Linked DNA regions of Sus scrofa: region 1 is linked to region 2. Evidence: chromatin contacts called from public HiChIP or PLAC-seq data. All regions are on one chromosome and are shown on one strand. The core of a region is the stretch at or near the end of the contact, and the rest is flanking DNA. Distances in the headings are between cores, read along the strand shown. Region 1 overlaps EIF4E (eukaryotic translation initiation factor 4E). Region 2 overlaps METAP1 (methionine aminopeptidase 1).

Evidence for each region. HiChIP or PLAC-seq counts read pairs in DNA pulled down with a chosen protein or histone mark.
Region 1: an H3K27ac HiChIP or PLAC-seq map of alveolar macrophages shows a contact between it and region 2. The contact joins two enhancer-like sites. A contact is called at or near these places in 1 of 47 Hi-C or Micro-C datasets (embryonic fibroblasts) and 1 of 2 datasets of contacts at active chromatin or transcription factors (alveolar macrophages).

What each region holds. Positions count from the first base shown.
Region 1 is chr8:121,438,405-121,444,535 of Sscrofa11.1, forward strand. It overlaps EIF4E (eukaryotic translation initiation factor 4E), which reads left to right. Exons shown (of 7, transcript XM_003129314.5): 2 at 2,132-2,238. Among named protein-coding and RNA genes, the nearest start is that of EIF4E, 32 kb to the left of the region's middle. Within about 2 kb of position 3,612, at least 2 of the 83 cell types and tissues checked have an H3K27ac peak or open chromatin away from gene starts, as enhancers often do. A contact at or near this core is called in alveolar macrophages, where this site is marked.
Region 2 is chr8:121,296,452-121,302,541 of Sscrofa11.1, forward strand. METAP1 (methionine aminopeptidase 1) reads right to left here. Exons shown (of 11, transcript XM_003129313.5): 9 at 4,123-4,266; 10 at 124-189. Among named protein-coding and RNA genes, the nearest start is that of ADH5, 33 kb to the left of the region's middle. Within about 2 kb of position 2,175, at least 32 of the 83 cell types and tissues checked have an H3K27ac peak or open chromatin away from gene starts, as enhancers often do. A contact at or near this core is called in alveolar macrophages, where this site is marked.

The DNA.
Region 1 (6,131 bases), core at 2,362-4,861, 140 kb after region 2:
ACCATCCACTCTGGCTAGGTCTGAACTTGGTCTTCCTAATGCTGTTCATCCTCTGAAATCTTGGCTTAGCTGTTCTCTGGTAGACCACCCAGAATTGCACTCTGAACATCTCAGTTTAGGACTAAGTCACAGCCAAGGATTTGTGGGGTTTTTTTTTACCCCCCCATGTGTTTTTGAATTTCTCTCTACAGTTTACTTTTCTCTGGGACCCTGTTCCCCAAATCCACCTGCCTTGTCAGTCCCTTACTGTTCCTTATTGTCTCTATTCATTCAGACTGCCTCTGTGTGGAGACCATCATTAATTTTAAGCTAGTAGAGTAAGGAATGCTATTTGGTAATGACCATCTACTTGAAGACTTAAATTGTGATGAGAAAATGCTTGTACAAATGGTTGCTAATTTTAAGGCATTGGCTACTACTATATGTAAATTTTAGGGCCTTAACTAGTCTTCAGTAAACATTTAAGTTTATTCAGTTAAGTTTCTGTTGAGTGTAGCATTGTGATCATTGACATTACAATTGTGAGCAAAATCAAGATAAAGCCCCTGCTATGACTGACTTTATAGGATAGTGAAAAAGTAGTTCCTGGAAGTGTCTTGTTGATAAGAAAAATGTATTTTATAAAATGTGTCTTCTCTGAGGTCTTTTGTTTTTGTTTGAGGTCTTTTTTTATTTTCTTCTTTTTATTTATTTATTTATTTTTTTGTCTTTTTCTAGGGCCACACCTGTGGTATATGGAGGTTCCCAGGCTAGGCGTCCAATTGGAGCTGTAGCCGCCAGACTACACCAGAGCCACAGCAACTCGGGATCCGAGCCCCGTCTGCGATCTACACCACAGCTCATGGCAACCCCAAATCCTTAATCCACTGATTGAGGCCAGGGATTGAACCCGAAGCTCATGGTTCCTAGTCGGATACGTTAACCATTGAGCCCTGACGGGAACTCCCTGAGGGCTGTTTTTAGATTATACATCTCTGATTTGCTTAGTGTTGTTAATGTGACAGTGTATCTATTGTTTTGCTGGCTTGATTTGAATCTGATATCCACACCCTTGTTGCAGTGCCCCCGTTTTTTGTATCAGCTTTTGTTTCAGCCCTTTTCTTAACCACCTTTTTGTTGATACCAGCTTAAAATAGGTTAAAGAACTACGTGGAGTGATGTGGAGAACATGTCTTATTCCCACGTTTCTTTTTTTTCTTGACATTTTTAGATGACAGTATTATGTGTAACCTAGAAGAAGATTTAAGTTCAAGCCAATGTCTAGCTTTTTTCCTTAGGGCAAATTGAGAAAGAAGTTGCTGAACTTTTAAGTTACCATGTGTCATAACGGTATAACATGAAGGCAAGGACCTGTGTAGTACTGGCTTGATAAAGTTTTTTTTTTTTTTTTTAAGTCATTGTAATATAATTAGTTGCACTTCCAAACTTAAACCCCCTCCCCAGAAAGCATGCATAGCACTTTAATTGTATGTTAAGAAAGATACCTGATTTTCCCAACTTTTTTGCATGGTCTCTCACAATCTTTTTATTTATTTATTTATTTTTTGTCTTTTTGCCATTTTCTTGGGCTGCTCCCGCGGCCTATGGAGGTTCCCAGGCTAGGGGTCTAATCAGAGCTGTAGCCACCGGCCTACTCCAGAGCCACAGCCATGCGGGATCCGAGCCGAGTCTTTGACCCACGCCACAGCTAGCTCAACGGCAACACCGGATCGCTAACCCACTGAGCAAGGCCAGGGATCGAACCTACAACCTCCTGGTTCCTAGTGGGATTCATTAACCACTGAGCCACGACGGGAACTCCTATCACAATTTTTCTGATATTAAAATGTGTAAGAAGATAACAGTATATGAAAAATACTATCATTATATTTTTGAATTAGAGAAACTAAACTCTTTGCATCTCAGTGGAGAGATGCCAGAATGGTCTGGTGCCTTTTTTTTTTTTTGTCTTTTTAGTAATGCTTTCTTTAGAGATTGTCTGTTTAATCAAAAGCTTTTGCTGTAATTCCTTCTCCTTAAAAAAATGATATGGACAATATTGGTTCAAATTTATTTAGAGTTATTGCTGTCATATAAATTAAGAAATTTATTCACGTTAAAAAATTTATAATGTTTAATTATTTTCCAACAGGAAACCACCCCTACTCCTAATCCCCCGCCTACAGAAGAAGAGAAAACAGAATCTAATCAGGAGGTTGCTAACCCAGAACACTATATTAAACATCCTTTACAAAACAGGTAAGTTTTTTGACAAGTAGGTTTTCTGACTTAGGCAACAAAGTAAATGGTGAATGGGACAGGTTTGGAGGGAAAGATTAGATGAGAATAGTTTTAGATAGGTCGATTCCATTTTCATTTGGATGACCCATGTTTACCAAGTAGTTTTATTTGTGAATCTTGAGCTCAGAAAGTAGGACTTTGAAGTATTGGTTTGAAATTCACTGGTTATTGGTAACTGAAACCACAGTAGTAAATAAGTTCTCTTAAGTGAACTTGACTCACAACGGAGGCTTAGAATATTAGCACATCGGCGGGTGGGGGGGCAGTTTGGCTGCACCCACAGCACGTGGAAGTTCTCAGGCCAGGGATCAAACCTGAGCCACAATTGTGACCAGAGCCACATTGATGACAAGGCTGGATCCTTAACGCACTGAGCCACAAGGGGAACTCCACATAGGGTTTTTTTTTTTTGTTTTTTTTTCCTTCTGTCTTTCTGTCTTTTCTTTTAACTAACCCGAGGCATGTGGAGGTTCCCAAGCTAGGGGTCTAATAGGAGCTGTAGCCACCGGCCTACACCACAGCCACAGCAACGCCAGATCCGAGCCATGTCTGCAACCTACACCACAGCTCATGGCAATGCCAGATCCTTAACCCACTGAGCAAGGCCAGGGATTGAACCCACAACCTCATGGTTCCTAGTCGGATTTGTTAACCACTGAGCCATGATGGGAACTCCCACATAGGGGTTTTTTTGAGCAAAAATGCCTATAAAGGGTATAGACATATAAACTGTATAAAGTAGGACAGAGTGTGCTGGTCAGGAAAATTATTTTTTTTTTTTAAGGAAAAGATGGTCAATAACTTCAGTGCCACAAAAGAGTCAAATATTCATTGGATTGAAGGCCAAATCCTTGCTAGTGTTGGAGAAAGTTTAGTAGGTGGAATAAGATTGGAGTACTTTGAAGAGTGAATAGAAAGTATACTAATGTTTACAGCAGGAATAGATGGTTTCAGGTTAGCCTGTGAAGGAGGAAAGAGAGCTATGGAGTCTGGAGGTGGGTCAGTTTTTATTTAAGAGAAGTTAAGAGAAGAAAAGAGAGTTTAAGGTGAGGTAAATTTTCATAGTTACATTGTAATATAGTTCAGTATATGGTTTTCTCTGTCTCCACCCTGCCACTTCCCAGTATGTGTTTTTATTTAATTTTCTTTCTGGTTTATGTAATGAAAATTAACTGAAGTCACTGAGAGCTGATGGTGGAAAGAAAATGGCAACTCAGAAACATTGTAAGAATCTGGAGGAAAGTAAATTGGAATTAACTTCTGAGGCTTCTTAAGTACTACAGCTCCTTTCATTTCCTCCCCACCACCAGGCCTTTTACTCTCTTTACGTAAGATCCCACAAGTCTGGAGTTCCGTTTGTGATGCAGTGGAAACAAACCCAACTAGTATCTATGAGGATGTGGGTTCAGTCCCCGGCCTTGCTCAGTGGGTCGGGGATCTGGTGTTGCCGTGAGCTGTGGTGAAGGTCACAGATGCCACTCGAATCCCTCATTTCTATGGCTGTGGTGTAGGCCAGCAACTGTAAGTCCAATTTGACCCTTAGCCTGGGAACTTCCGTACGCCGCAAGTACAGTCCAAAAAACAAAAAACAAAACAAAACAAAAAACACCCACAAGTCTGTATATACTTGGTTTAATTTATCTGAAAAATGTGTTGTCCCTTTATGGCCCATATATATATATATATTTTTTTTTTAAATCATTTCTTCACTATCATGGTAGACTTACTGAACTAATAGTACAAAAATGTGTAAGTAGTTTTTTCGTAGAAGACCCATGGTTCTGCAGATCTATTTTCTAAACAATAGGAATTGTCAGCTAGTGAGTAAGTTATCAAAGGTCCAATAGTCCATAAAGGATAAAAAAAAAAATACTGCTTCAGGAAAGCATTGTGCCAGAAGTAGTAAGTTGAACAGTTGATTAGTGGCAGTTTCATACAGTTCAACCTAATAGCAGTACCAAACCCTTTAAAGTTTTTTTTTTTTTTTTTCGTTTTTTTCATTATCATTTAAAAAGCTGTGTCTTCTGATTGTGAACACAGTTCTTAGTGTTGTTATTGTGGGGAGAAGTAATCAAGGCATGTATACTCCTCATAAATTAAATGAATTTTGACAAGAGATTCCTGAAAGGTGTCTTCTTCAGTGAACAAACTGATTAAATCCTGAAATGAAGTCTATGAGGATTTCAGTTTTCTCTATAAATTTTATTTCTTTAATATTTGGAAAACCATTCAAAGATATTATTGGTTCAGATTTTGGTAGTTTTGTCATCATTATTTTTTGTAAATACTGCAGAATATATTATGTTTTCTTTTTAAAAACCCTGTAATTATTACAGGAAGGATTAAATCATTGGGGTACAAGGTATATAAAGTAAAAGTTCTGCTTTCCTCTTATCTCTTCTTCCCCATTTTGTTTTTATCTACACCCCAGAATAGTGTTAAAAGTTGGTTTGTATTTTCCTAAAACCTCAGTATGCATGTCTCTCTCTCTTTTTTTTTCCTTTCACTTTTTTTGGGGGCTGCACCTGTGGCATTAGGAAGTTCCCAGGCTAGGGGTTGAACCAGAGCTGCAGCTGCTGGCATACACCACAGCTTACAGCAACACCAGATCCTTAACCCTTTGAGTGGAGCCAGGTATAAAACCCACATCCTCATGGATCCTAATCGGTTTTGCTTCTTCTGAGCCACAACGGGAACTCCAGTGCATGTTTATCTTTTTTATACAGGTGGCCATACTGTAGAATTTTTTGTTTGTATGTGTAGATTTCAGCTCATAAACTAGTATCCTATATTAGATAAATATATAGTCTTGTTTTTTGTTTTTTGGGTTTTTTTTGGCGTTTTGCCTTTCCTTGAGCCGCTCCCGCGGCATGTGGAGGTTCCCAGGCTAGGGGTCTAATTGGAGTGGTAGCCACCGGCCTACGCCAGAGCCACAGCAATGCGGGATCCAAGCCGAGTCTTTGACCCACACCACAGCTCACGGCAATCCCGGATCGTTAACCCACTGAGCAAGGGCAGGGATCGAACCCAAAACCTCATGGTTCCTAGTTGGATTCGTTAACCACTGCACCACGATGGAAACTCCAGTCATGTATTTTATCAGTTTTTACATTAATGGGTATATGGGATTTTTTTCTATGTACAAACAGTGATATGATGTTTATGTCCTTACATATTTTTGCAGTTTGTGTGGCTATATCTATAAGCTAAAATTTCATATTTCTTAGGTTAAAGACTACCTTTTAACTGCCTTTGTAGATACTGCCAAATAATCCTCCTTTATCAGTTTAGACTACAGTTTGAGAGTTACTGGTTTCTATATCCTTGTCAACTGGTACCATCAATCTTTTAAATCTAATTGCCAGTCAGATTGGTTCTAGTCTGATTTGTGAAAACAATGTCTTAATGTTTTAAATCAATCTTCCTTTCTTTCTTTCAATTTTTTTTTTTTTTGTCTTTTTTTTTTTTTGTCTTTTGTTGTTGTTGTTGCTATTTCTTGGGCCGCTCCCGCGGCATATGGAGGTTCCCAGGCCAGGGGTCGAATCGGAGCTGTAGCCACCGGCCTACGCCAGAGCCACAGCAACGCGGGATCCGAGCCACATCTGCAACCTACACCACAGCTCACGGCAACGCCGGATCATTAACCCACTGAGCAAGGCCAGGGACCGAACCCGCAACCTCATGGTTTCTAGTCGGATTCGTTAACCACTGCGCCACGAACGGGAACTCCCTCTTTCTTTCAATTTTAAGGGCTGCTCCTGCAGCATATGAAAGTTCCCAGGCTTAGGGGTTTTTTTTTTTTTTTTTGGCTTTTTAGGGCCGCACTCGTGACATATGGAGGTTCCCAGGCT
Region 2 (6,090 bases), core at 925-3,424:
GGTGTAGGCAGGCAGCTACAGCTCCAATTCAACTCCTAGCCTGGGAAACCTCCGTATGCCATGGGTGCGGCCCTAAAAAGAAAAAAGAAAGAAAGAAAGGTTACAGCATCCCTTTTTTCTCACCTTCACAAATCATTGGCTCAATTGTAAATACATGGCCAGCCTTCATCACTCCAACTGCTTTATTTTCTGAAATTAAAGGAAAAAAATCTCAGAACATAGCTAAAACCTACAGCATATTGATAAACAGCTCCCTGGAAAAAGTACACAACTTACATTCCTGTGAATGACTCTTAAATTAATCACTCTCTCTTCTCCTGATTCCCCTCTCTTCTCTCTTAAAGTAGATCATTCGACAAACAGGGATTTACTGATAACCACCTGCTCTGGGGCAGATACTGTCCCAGGCATATTTCGCTTTGCTAATGTTTTCTCTAGGAAAATATGGAGATGACTTCAGATGTGATTATCACTTCTATAAAAGTAAAAGTGCTACCATTTATGTTATAGCAAGGTTAGAAATGCAATCATGGAACCAAAGTTTCACTCCTCGGCCAGGTATGACAGTTTAAAGGAGAACAACATATTTCAGACTATGCCAGAGGTCCCCTACCTCTTGGCTGGGGGTGTGGGGATGTGGGGGTGGAGGTGGAGGTAGACGCACAACCCACAGAAAAACTGCCCTGTTTTCATAAGGTTTTGTAAACTGTCTTATCTTTGGAGAACAAAGCCGCTCCTCACTCACCTTTTTTTTTTTTTTTTAATGATGACACCATTTTTCCTTTTTATTTGGAAACAAAAACTCCATTTCTCCTTCCAAATACTTTTTTTAGTTTTCTGTTCACCAGTATGAAAGTATTTTTCAGGATCATCATGAGAAATACCACCATGAATTAATGTGTCCAGAACTGCCATCTCCCCGAAAAGGTCAAAAATTTTAAACACGGATAGGCCTTTTAGACAATTTCATACAAAAATAGAGAACCTGTTTAAATTTCAAACTAAAAGCTAAGAACGGGTAAGCATCAGTAAACAGTGGCTGCACTTGCTCTGCCTGACCACCAGGTGGCCAAAGCACAGGCTTCCAGGGTTTCCTGGTAAGGTTGCTGGTCTCCTGGATGGTGACTTCCGGATGGTAATGAATCACCTATGCATCCACTGAGGTGACTCCACTAAACGCCACTCCATCCAGGTATGGTCTAAACCCTCGAGTTATGTTCCTGCACATCTGTCCTTGTGAATAGCTCTCATGCGGCTTTCCACGATCTGATGTGTTACCAAAAGACACTTGTTCTACAGATGCCAAATCAGGAGTTTCTAAACTGTTACAAAAATCTGAGAGGTAAAGATAATTTTGACTTCTTATTTCTAATTTCATGAACTTCCTCTCCAAAGGACATGTAATTTACTACCTACATAGACTTAGTCGTATTCCCTTGGGGACATCAAAAAGAAAATGTCAAGAGAGTCAGTGTGGTGTCACAGAAAGAAAAAAGGATTAAGGAATCAAGAGCTGTGCTGTTCAATACAGCAGCGAACCGGGGGTGTAGCTGCTGAGCACTTGAAAAGTGGCAAGTCAGAACGTATGAGTAAAAAATATGCTGACTCCAAAAACAAAAAAAGCATGTAATATATCTCAATGATTTTTTTTACACTGATAAAATGTTGAAATGCTTAATATTTAAATGTAATAGATTCAATAAAATATGACACTAAGTTCACCTATTTCTTTTTACTTGTTGAACAGGACCACTAGAAATTTAAGTATTACATGTGTGCCTCGCCACTGGACAGCACTGATACAGAGGATTCAAATCCCACTCCTGTTTCTCTCCCTGATTCACTGTTCTAGAACGCCCACTCATCTTGACTCATGGTTTCAGTTTCTCAACATACCTCACTCAGCAAACACACACTGAGTGACTACTCTAGACAGATACCATTGCGAAGTACTCTTCCCAAAATGTGTAGCTCCTGCACTGTCTGCCTCACAGAACTGCTGCGCTATCCATTCTAAAGGCAGGGCAGTATCATCTTTACTTCCCAACCATAACGACAAATAAAGAGGCACAAATAAAGAGGCACATAAACTTCCACCTAACACGGAAAGACCTTCCTCACACAGAACAGGGCGGAGGGAAGTTACACAACGACTTCCTCGTTCCACCCCCAGTTGGTTAGGAGCAAGGAGTTACCAGCTAAAGCAGGGATCATTTACATTTCAAAAGGCCTCTCAGTACCAAGACTCAGCAGCCTCCTCTAACTCGCCCCTAAAGGGATCACAAAGGATTTTGATTTATCTAAACCCAGTTAACACTTGACTTTCCATAAATTATCAAATGGATGAAATGAAGTATACTTACACCTTGCTTCTTTTTTCAGAAGTGTTTTTTATTTCTAACGAAATGGTTTAACATGAAACTCAAGTGGCATCTCTTGTGTATCAGAGGCACCATATTCTTCTGACACCATCCTCACTGACCCATATTTCCTTCTCCCACAAATTTTATCTCCTTCAAAAAGTCTCTTTCTATAACCCATACCTAAAGCTGAGTCTGTCACCTCTACAGGTAAGGGGGCTTTTTTAACCCTCTTTCCTGCAGACAGTCTTTTGACAGACAGACAGACACACACACACACACACACACACATGCAGTCAGCAGAAGAGCTGCTTCCATTCTGTTAAATGGAATGTACATCAGGTGATCACAGGGCTTACCTATTCTGTTGCTAACTTTTATTTCAAGCACAATTTTAACTGAAATAAAAAGGACTATGTGGTCTGCTAATAAATGCTTGTTGTAAGTCAAATGCTGTGCTTGAAGCCTCTTCTCTAGCTTCTCCTGTTGAGAGGTCTCTCACTCATTTCCCTTCCTCTTCACAACTACCAACATCTTGGATTGCACCACCTCACACCTGGATTACGGTAATAACTGTGCACTGGACCGACAAGCCTGGCTAGCTCACACCTGCGAAACATTCTAGACTCTACTGCTAAACTGATCTCCCCAAACAGCAACTTCACCTTGCCATTCTTCTGCCAAAAAATGTTCTGCAAATCCCTACAAATGAGGTCAAACATCCTCAGATCTGGCACGGCCTACTTCTAGCTCTTAACACACAGCTCTCAGCCCTAGCTCGTCTTGACTCTGTTCAGCTCCACCTTGAAGCAGCTACACATCCTTCCCCCACGACGCGGAGTGCTCTTCCTGGTCTTCCCCAGCAAACCAAAATCTCATTCTTCTTTGCTCCCACAAGGCCCAGCACCAAACTGCTTCCATCCTTTTAAGGTAGCACAGAGTTTGGTAGAAAACACTGACTCTAGGAAGCCAGACAGAACCCATGTACCAGCCCTAGCCCGGGCATTTATGTAGTGGATTGTGTGACTGTGGATAAATAAATCACTTCCCTAAGCACAGAATCTGCTTTTAAATTAGGGCTAAGAAATTGTTCATAGAGTTGTAATGATTGAACAAGACTTCCTTTGTTAATCTGTTGACAGCAGTCAACTTGAGGAAAGATATTCTATCTATTCCTCTCTATTTATACCAACACATCATACAGTATATGACATATGCTAAGAACTCAAATCAAACCAAGCTGAATCAATTTCATTTAAGGAATCAGAATACACATGGCAGGGACTGCTGGCTGCTCACCAAAATCACTAGTTTCCTTTTCTTCCAGAGTACTCAGCTGGATCACATTTCCCCACCTCCCCTGCATGTGACTGAACTCCCGCCAATGAAAAGCAAATGTAAGGATGTATGCCAAGTCCAGACTGGCTCATTAAAACCTCCCAAGCATACCCCTCCACGTTTCTCCCTCCTCCCCACCATCTGTAAGATCAGGAGGGGAACCCTGAAAACTCTAAGTTGAAAGGGACAAGGGCCCGGGTCAAAGATTAACTGTCCCACCCTCTAAAGTGATCAAACACACACGCTTTAGACTATTACGTGAGCAAGATATGAATGTGTATTGTGTATACATTTTGGAGGTCTATTTATAACAACTAAAAATTACTCTAGTAAACACAAAATAGTAAGTCAGTCCTGTTAAATGTTTGAATAAATATTTGCTGAATAAGAAGTCAGTATTTACCAAGTCTTTGGCAGTACTTACTGGCATAGTGGGGGACATTGGGGGCTGTATGAAAAAGCTTGTGGATTCCATGCCCACAATAGCTTCGAACAACTGAAAATCCATTTGCTTGGGCGTGCTTCTGAATAATGTTTCCCAATTCTCTGTATCGAACACCAGGTTTCACTGAAAGGCAAAGAGAAGACCCATGACAAAGGGTAAGAATAACTAATAATTACTAAGCAATCACTGTTCTGAATGCTTTATACAGCTACAAGCAGAAACTCTGAAGATGCGGCAACCAAAGCACAGAGAGGCTATGCTGCCAGTAAGAGCAGAGCTGAGATTCAAACCAGTAGCACCTGTGCTTCCTCCTTCGCTGCACAAGAGGAATGTGTGCAGAGAAAGGGGCTGTCTGCTCTCTGAATAAACGAGAGAAGGGAAAATACACTTCTTGTCCTCACCTTCTCGAAGGTCAGGGTGCTTTCCATTAAAGTGAACAGAATGAAGAGATAAGAGAGGAAAGAGCACCAGGAGAAAAAGGACTGCCCAGAAAGGAACCTGACTTGTCCTCAGTGTCCGTCTGGGCAACTTGTCACAGGATTACTTCCCCTGAGGCTTCTTGATCCCCATAAAAGTGGTTCTCAAATTATTCAGTTACCTCTGCAGGTCATGGGAAGAGGGTATAGAAAAGTACTTCTCACTGCATGCTTCCTGCCCTGTTTAATTTGTATGACTTTCATCACTATTTTAAAAAAAACTAAAAGTGGTTCTCATTGCTGCAACGGCCCTCCTAGCCCCAACACCTTGGGATCAGGGTACTGCCAGGCTCCTGGGGAGTCTAGCCACAGTTCTGAGGGGGCCTCCCACTCCCCAAAGACTCCCACCATCCATCTCATCTCCAAGCTGAAATTCAGGCATAACATATTCTATTCTCTCCAGCCAATCAAATTTCTGGGCAAATGGCTCAAGAAGTCATTTTCAAATTTAGTTGCTTTTAACCATGTTCCAGCTTAACCCTTTTGGGGGGCGGGGGGGAGTTAAAAGATTTCTGAGGAACATGCTGACTTTCATAATGATTTCCTTTCATTCCCATCCAAGCCTTCCTATAGGCTACAGTCAGTGTGGAGGAAAGCAAAATGTTAACCCATGTTGCCTAATAGAAAAAAAAATCCCTGTTCAACAATAATGAGGAAGGGTGAGAGAAGAGATGTCTCCCTGATTCTCAAACCAGAGGTCATTTTGGTCCCAAGGGTGCACATCATAATACAGTGGAGACCTTTTCGGCTGTCACACCTAGGAGAAGTGGTGCACCTGGCATCTAGTGGGTAGATACCAGGAATGCTGCTAAGCATCCTACAGAGCTCAGGGCAGGCCCCCACGATGAAGCATTATCAGCCTCAAAATGGCATTAATGTGTAGGCTGAGAAGCCCTACTCTAGAAGGCTAAACCACCATGGTCCATCCCTCTACTGTTCTACAGCAGGGTGGGCAGCCAAACTACTGGCAAATAAAGGAAGGAATGATGCATACAAGGCGTCAACAGCGCTTTCCAGAGATTAAGCAACTTCTGTGCCTTCTGTCTGCTGCTATGAAGACTCTGGTTTCTGGTTGTTTCTTCGCAAGTTTTATGCCTGCGTCTTTGTAAAACAACATTCCAGCTGTCTGGTTATTTCAATCAACTCACAGAAAAACAAAAGGATATCTGCACTGAACACATAACCTGGTAGAAACCCTAAAAATTTTAATTCAAAATAAAATCTTTCATAAATGAAAAGCTAAATATTAAAGTTCTCCTCTCATAATACCACTGAGAATATAAGAAGTTTTTAAGTACAATCAACAGTGAATAACAAGGAAATCGCACATATTGATAAATGAAAATAATCAATGCTTTCATTTTTCATTCCTCTAACTTTATCAAATTAGTAAACATTTCACCATCTCCTGTGCTTGTTAAATGGACTAAAAACAGTAAAAATAATGGACCTATGTTATTAGACATAACTA